Linked DNA regions of Mus musculus: region 1 is linked to region 2. Evidence: chromatin contacts called from public Hi-C data. All regions are on one chromosome and are shown on one strand. Each heading gives the region's core, a stretch centred on a gene start, on an enhancer-like site or on the middle of the called end of the contact. The rest is flanking DNA. Distances are from core to core; before and after follow the strand shown.

What was found. Hi-C and Micro-C count contacts between places; a contact is called where the count stands out from the background.
Region 1: a contact with region 2 is called in a Hi-C map of cerebellum, with 1.8 times the contacts expected there. The contact joins two enhancer-like sites. A contact is called at or near these places in 2 of 484 Hi-C or Micro-C datasets (bone marrow-derived macrophages and cerebellum) and 2 of 115 datasets of contacts at active chromatin or transcription factors (embryonic basal ganglia and forebrain).

What each region holds. Positions count from the first base shown.
Region 1 is chr4:125,510,738-125,513,769 of GRCm38.p6, forward strand. All of the region lies in intron 1 of Grik3 (glutamate receptor, ionotropic, kainate 3), which reads left to right. Among named protein-coding and RNA genes, the nearest start is that of Mir692-2, 7.5 kb to the left of the region's middle. Within about 2 kb of position 1,659, at least 4 of the 459 cell types and tissues checked have an H3K27ac peak or open chromatin away from gene starts, as enhancers often do. A contact at or near this core is called in cerebellum, where this site is marked.
Region 2 is chr4:125,158,733-125,161,894 of GRCm38.p6, forward strand. The region is part of intron 2 of Gm32611 (a long non-coding RNA gene); the gene reads left to right. The region is part of intron 2 of Gm40245 (a long non-coding RNA gene); the gene reads left to right. Among named protein-coding and RNA genes, the nearest start is that of Gm40245, 10 kb to the left of the region's middle. Within about 2 kb of position 1,784, at least 20 of the 459 cell types and tissues checked have an H3K27ac peak or open chromatin away from gene starts, as enhancers often do. A contact at or near this core is called in cerebellum, where this site is marked.

The DNA of each region.
Region 1 (3,032 bases), core at 409-2,908, 350 kb after region 2:
CCGGCTGGGGTGCATCGGTTCCAGCTCTGATGCTGTGAATCTTGAGCATCTCTCTTTCAGTGCCATCTCTCTCCAGCCTTCCATTTCATCCCTTCTTCCTCACACTGCAAACCTAGCAGAAGCCCCGCCTGCTCTGGGAAGCCTTCAGGGAAGCACATCTCACCCCCAGTCCCAAGCCTGTCTGGAGCCCACCCCCAGCCATTTTAGGAGCAGGCATGGCACGGAAAGTCTCTCCTGTCCCATTGGTCTTGCTGGAGGTCTTGTGGCCCTCCTTGCTTGCTTCAGGCTATTTTTGTTTTAGGCTTTAAAAAAAGATCTTTTTAAAATTATTATTATTAAAACAAAGCAGCACACTCACTGTGTATGGGGTCATTCAAGGAATTCTCTGTGTGTGTACCTAATTTTTTTAATCTATATGTGCCCCCTCACAGATTGAATTTTAAGTTGCATTAAACTGTTATACATTTATTTAATTTTTAGTAAACTGACCTTCAGACATTGGACCGTGTCCGTATAGTTTGGGTGCCCCCCTTCTTTCTGCACATTCTCACGCCCCACAGCCTCTCTTGCTTTCTAATCACTCCTCATGACAGGATGCCCTGTGTCCTGCTTCAAGCTGGCTTTTAGTGGAGTTCAGGGAGAAATGGCAGAGACAGGACTGTTCTTCCTGTCTTCCCTCTCTGACTTATCCCGCTTCTGTTTGGCTGACTCGACCTCCCCCGGGGACAGGAAGGAACGTCTCTAACTCAGGGAGGGATCTGGTCTCAGTCTGTGGCGGGTTTCACGGCTATAGAGAGAGTACCCAGACTTCTTACCAATCTCTGCGTAACTCTCATAGTCTCCTTGATGGACTTGTCCCTGCCTTCAGGATAAGGAACAGGAGCCTGGGATGAAGGAAGCCAATGAGTGAGACGCCCAGGCTGGGTGTCCCCAAGACGTGCTACCGATCTGCCTGTGTGCAGTGTAACACTTTTGCTGGTTCCCAGGGGCTGCTCCGGCTGCTCCCAGTTTGATGATTAATAAGTCCTAGTAAGTGTGGTTGAGTGGCAGTCATAAGTGAGATGGACCTGATAGGACCGGCCCCTGCCTGAGGTGGGGAGCCGGCAGCATGCGACTGATGACCTCAGTTCTGTGTCCCCTCATTGGGGACTGCTCTGCCTTTCTGGAGGTAGTGCCTTAAGTGAACACGTGCTGGGTGGAGCTATGCTGAGAATTCCCCCCAAGCACGAAGGTGTCTTTGAGGCAGGGGGAGAAGGTGCAGGTGTCAAACTCAGCAGGGGCATTTTAACAACCACCAGTCTTGCTCGAAGTGGCCAGCTTTGATCGAAGTGGCCGTGGGCTCATCCCTCTAACACGGTCTCAGGGACTAATTGGACCTGGATAATAAGGCTGTTTTTCATACACCCTTTCCAATCTCCTTCTGGACCGTACAGTAGTTTTACAAAGCCAAGCCTTCTGCTTGGGTAGGAGTTGGGAAAAGTTGTGGCTAGAAGGCAGATGGTCCCCTGCTCCAGGCAGGCACAGGCTACTGGGTACCTCACACTGACCATTGGATTCCCTATAACAGGAGTGGGGGCTGTGTGTACTCAGGAGTGCTCTGTGGACATTGTCAGAAGGTGGCTCTCGACAAAGGCTCTCCGGCTCTCCCTTTGCAAGCAGCTGTGAATGCTGTCTGGTCCTGCCGTTATATCATCCCGCTGGCTGGTTGGAGCAGGTGGCATGGGCAGCTTCAGATGAGACTGGGCAGTGTTTTTTTCTTTGCCCGGCTCCAGCTCTCTGTGCAAGTGGATTAAGTTCTGGATCAAATAGGGCCTCTTGCTTTCTTGGCGTTCAGGGCCGGCTTTGCTTCTCTGCCTGCTGGGATACGTGTTGGATACACGGATTATCTCCCATATCCAAACTTGGGGATCCTGAGCCTCCAACTGTTCCAGTATGGGATTTAAGACATCTGGCCTTCCTGGCCTGGAAACAAGTCCCATTTTGGCGACATAGTGCTGATGATATTGGCTCTCACATCAGAGATGTGGAGTGAACATCTTGGGCCTGACACCAACTAGGAGGGGACCTTTGGCATGCTGTCTAAGCCCTGGACTTCATCAGACCCCACAGTGTACTATGGGAAGGGAGGGGTCCTGACTCTAGGAGAGTGCAGATCAGAGTGGAGGCTCAGCCTTTGGGAGAGTTTGTTCCTAGTGTCTGGGAGTCATGCTTGGGTCCCTTGCCCACCCAAGAGGCAGCTAATCTGTGTGGTCCCCACCTCTCAGGTGCCTTCCCCTGGGGCCTAGCACTTCCTGTTGCAGCCATGGCAAGAGGAGACCTAACCCCTTTCTTTGGGCCCCTCCAAGGTTTGAGGGGAAAGGAGCCCACTCAGAGAGAAGGGTGACCCTCGGGTGTCCCTACTGTAGCACACTGTCCCCCCCGTGGGACCACCCACAGAAGCAGTGATGTCTGCTGAACACTATTGCTCACTGGCAGGGATTTAGCGCTTTCCATTTCCCTCTAAGTTTGCACATAAGGAAACTGAGGCCCGGAACACAAATCAAACTAGATAGAGCTGAGTCAGGAAGCCCTCTGTGCAGGGATGTACCTTCACTTTTCGTGGCTTTGTCACTCTGGGAACACAGAGCTAGCCTCATGTTAAAATGCAGAAGAAATTCCAGGTGTCAAAGTGCCACTGCTGCGTGTGGCGGTGTTGGGGGTCTCAGTAAGCAGATGCACAGTAAATGTAGCCCCTCACTTCTGCTCGGTCTGTGGCCTTGGGAGTAAGGAAGGAACAACATGTTTTCTGACACCCACTCCTCTTCCCAGCATCCCTCACTCCAGTTTGTTGTTCTGACCTTGTTCGAGAGACGTCTTGATATTTGTTGCCAGGTAGACAAAACATCTGGAAGATTGACCCATCTTTTTCTTCCGTCCAAATGTTTTGGTGTCATGAAGATAAAGCCACAGAGATGTAACTGCCAGGGCCGGGTTCCCAGAAGGCCATAAAACAAGGGTGATCCCACCGGGCCTTGCGTGCCACAATCCAGCAA
Region 2 (3,162 bases), core at 534-3,033:
AGTTTCCCTAGCCTGGATGTCCTTGAGGACAGTGATGGACCTGTCTCGGCCTTCTGTCCCCAGAAACTGATGCAGGCCCAGTGCCAGGAAGTTGATTAGAGACTGGAGGGAAGGGAGATGGGGAGAGGGGAAGGGAAGCTGATGGAGCGAGGCTTTCTCCGGCATCCAGGGGGCGGGGCTTACGCAGACCTCCACCAGCATCCAGGGCTTCCTGCCCCGTGCCTGTACCCACCCCAGCCTTCTGGGATCCCATCTGTACCGGTCACCCATGGGTGCTCCCCTGTCTCCTGAAGCTCAGCCGTCCCCTTGTCCAAATCCATTTTTCCACCAGACAAACGAGGTCTGGGCCCGCCTTCCCATTCCATCCGACAGGCTGGCTGTCAGCTGCCGTGGCAGCTGCTCTTGTCAGAAAAATTAAGAAGGAAGCAAGAGACGACACAGCCCCTGAGCTGCCAGCCGGGCAGAGACTCCAGGCCGATTTCTGCTGGGAAGGGATTGGGGAGCCAGCCTGGGCCAGTGGGGACATAGATCTCCAATGGTTCTCCTCCCCTAAGAAGGAAGGGTGGTTAAAAGTATGGTTTCCTGAGCCAACCCTCGGGTTGAGTCTCAGCTCTGAGTTGACCCCGCTGTGTGTTTCTTTGGGTCTCACTGAACCTCTCTGGGCCTTGGTTTTCTAGATTCTAAAACAAAATAAGGATAATTAGGTACAAATGAAGGGATTTATTACTAGTGAAATGCTCGGAACAAAATGTGTACCTGGCATCTAGCGTGATGAGTGCCCCTGGCAGTTTACGGAGGATCCCCTTGCCCCAGGGCTTGAGTATGAGCGAGAAGCTCTGCCTTGGCTCACACAGAGCCAGAGTGGTAGGGAGCCACTGGAGAAGGCTTCCTGTATTCTACAGGCCCCTGCGGACCCCAGGCCTGTTCCCTTTGCCCTGGGGACTTCCAGTGTGACAGGGGAGACTTAGTATAGGGACTGGGTACATCAGGAAGGGAAGGCATGAGGAGGATGGTGGCTGGTGGAGAGGACTTTCTGGAAGGCTGGGGAGACCACAATTGGCTGAAGGGTGCAGAGGTGTGAAGTCCCCCCTACCTTTGTTTAAAAAGGGTGTGTTTGTTTGTTTGTTTTTGTTATTTTGTTTTGTTTTGTTTTTTTGACAGGCTTTCTCTGTATAGCCTGGCTAGAACTCACTCTATAGACCAGGCTGGCCTTGAACACCGAGATCCACCTGCCTCTGCTTCCCAAGTGCTGGGATTAAAGGCATGCACCACCACTGCCCAGCTTAAGTTTTGTTTTGCAAGGCAGGATCTCACTCTATAGCCTTGGCTGTCTTGGAACTCATTATGTAGAACAGGCTGGCCTCAAATTCACAGAGGTCTGCCTGCCCCTGCTCCTGAGTAGGCCACTAGGCTGGGCCTAGACCTTTGTTTTGAAGACAGTTTTTTTTTTTTTAGGTGACTTGGAACTCACTATGAAGTCCTTGTTGGCCCCTTAACTCCTGGATTCTCTGTTCCTCTCCTAAGTGCTGGGGTTACAGGCAGGAGCTCTAGTGCCCAGCTGGTCTCTTCAAAAAAAAAAAAAACCAAAAAACAAAAAACATCTCCCTATGTTACCCAAGTTGGCCTCACAATTCCTGGGCTCAAGTAATCCTCCTGTCTCAGCTCCTGAGTAGCTGGGCATGCCACCAAAGCCCTACTAAGGCCTTCCCTAAGGGACTGTAGCACCCAGCTTGCAGGTCACGCAGCAGCTGAGCGCTGCAGGCTCCGTCCAGAAGGGGGCAGCCGCGGCGCGTGGATGTGTGTCAGCTTTGCTGAGCTCCTACCTAGGGAAGAGTCTAGGCAGGAGAGCTCAGACGCCGGTGTTCAGGTTTTCAGACTGGAGCGCCACCGTCACATCTCAGGAACAGTCCCGCTAGAGCGCAAGGACGCCCACAAGAGCAGGGGCCTTTAGTCATTCTCAGTCCTGGGACCATGTTAAAATCACTCCCGCAGTGCTAAAAATCTCCAGAGCCTGTGCCTTCCTCAGATTGCTGTCAATTAGTCTCTGGGGGCGGGGCCCAGGAACCGCAATTACAAAAAAATCTCCTCTGACATACTTAGCAGATCTGGTCGCCAGGATCTGAGATTGAATAAACACAGTCCTGGCTACCTTTTTCTTCCTGAGAGGGAAGTCCCGGATGGGGGGGACAGTCCTGGGAGTTCCTTTGGTTAGGGTTGGTTTCAAGGGTGAGAGGTGACAAAATTGACAGTGGACAAAGGTGCTTGCTCCCACCCTCGGAGGGGGAAGTTCTCAGAGGGCAGGTAGGTAGAATACATGCGTTCTTGAGCATGTGTGCACAGGCATGCTTTGAGAGTTCAGGGTGACTACGTGCCTGCACACACATTTCTCTGGCCAGTACAGGTGCTACATATGCATGCTGGTATAGGAGAGTTATTCATACTCAAGAGCTGCTAAACAACTCCTGTACAAATACGGGTGTGTGCGCACGTGCGCGCGTGCACACACACACACACACACACACACACACACAGAGAGAGAGAGAGAGAGAGAGAGAGAGCTGTGCTTTTTCCCTGGCTCACACGACCCACAGTGTGTGGCTACCTCAGGGGTGGAAACCTGCATGCCCCGTTTCCATGGGTCTTTTCAAGCCTCTGCAGGCGTGAAGCTTTGCTGTTTGAAGGTCTTTTTCCTTTCTTCTCCCGACCAGCCTGATCGATACGCCTCCCTGGTGCAGCCTCCCCACAGACCACACACACAGACTGGATCTGTGCGGACAGAGTCAAGTGTGGGCTTAGAAAAACCCACAACCCTTGGGGCCGGATTCTTTCAGCCAGGCTCCAGGTTGGCAGCTGGCCTTGCTAGTAGCAACCTCCTCATAGCGGATGCAGCTGGCACTGGGCACTGGATACCCACCCAGCAGGTCAGGCCCACCATGTTGAAAAGGATATGGGAGGTCCTAACGCTGGATGGGGACAGAGAACTCCTGGACAGACCAGTTCTGTTGGTGAAAATGGTGTGTGTGCTTACTGGTTGGTTGTTTTATTTGATTCTCTTTGAGACGAGAGTTCAGACCCGATGAAGAGTGAGCCATCTTTATTGTCACCGTGGTGGGAAGTGGAATCACATAGGAGACACACTTTTGGGTGTGTCTGGAAGGGTGT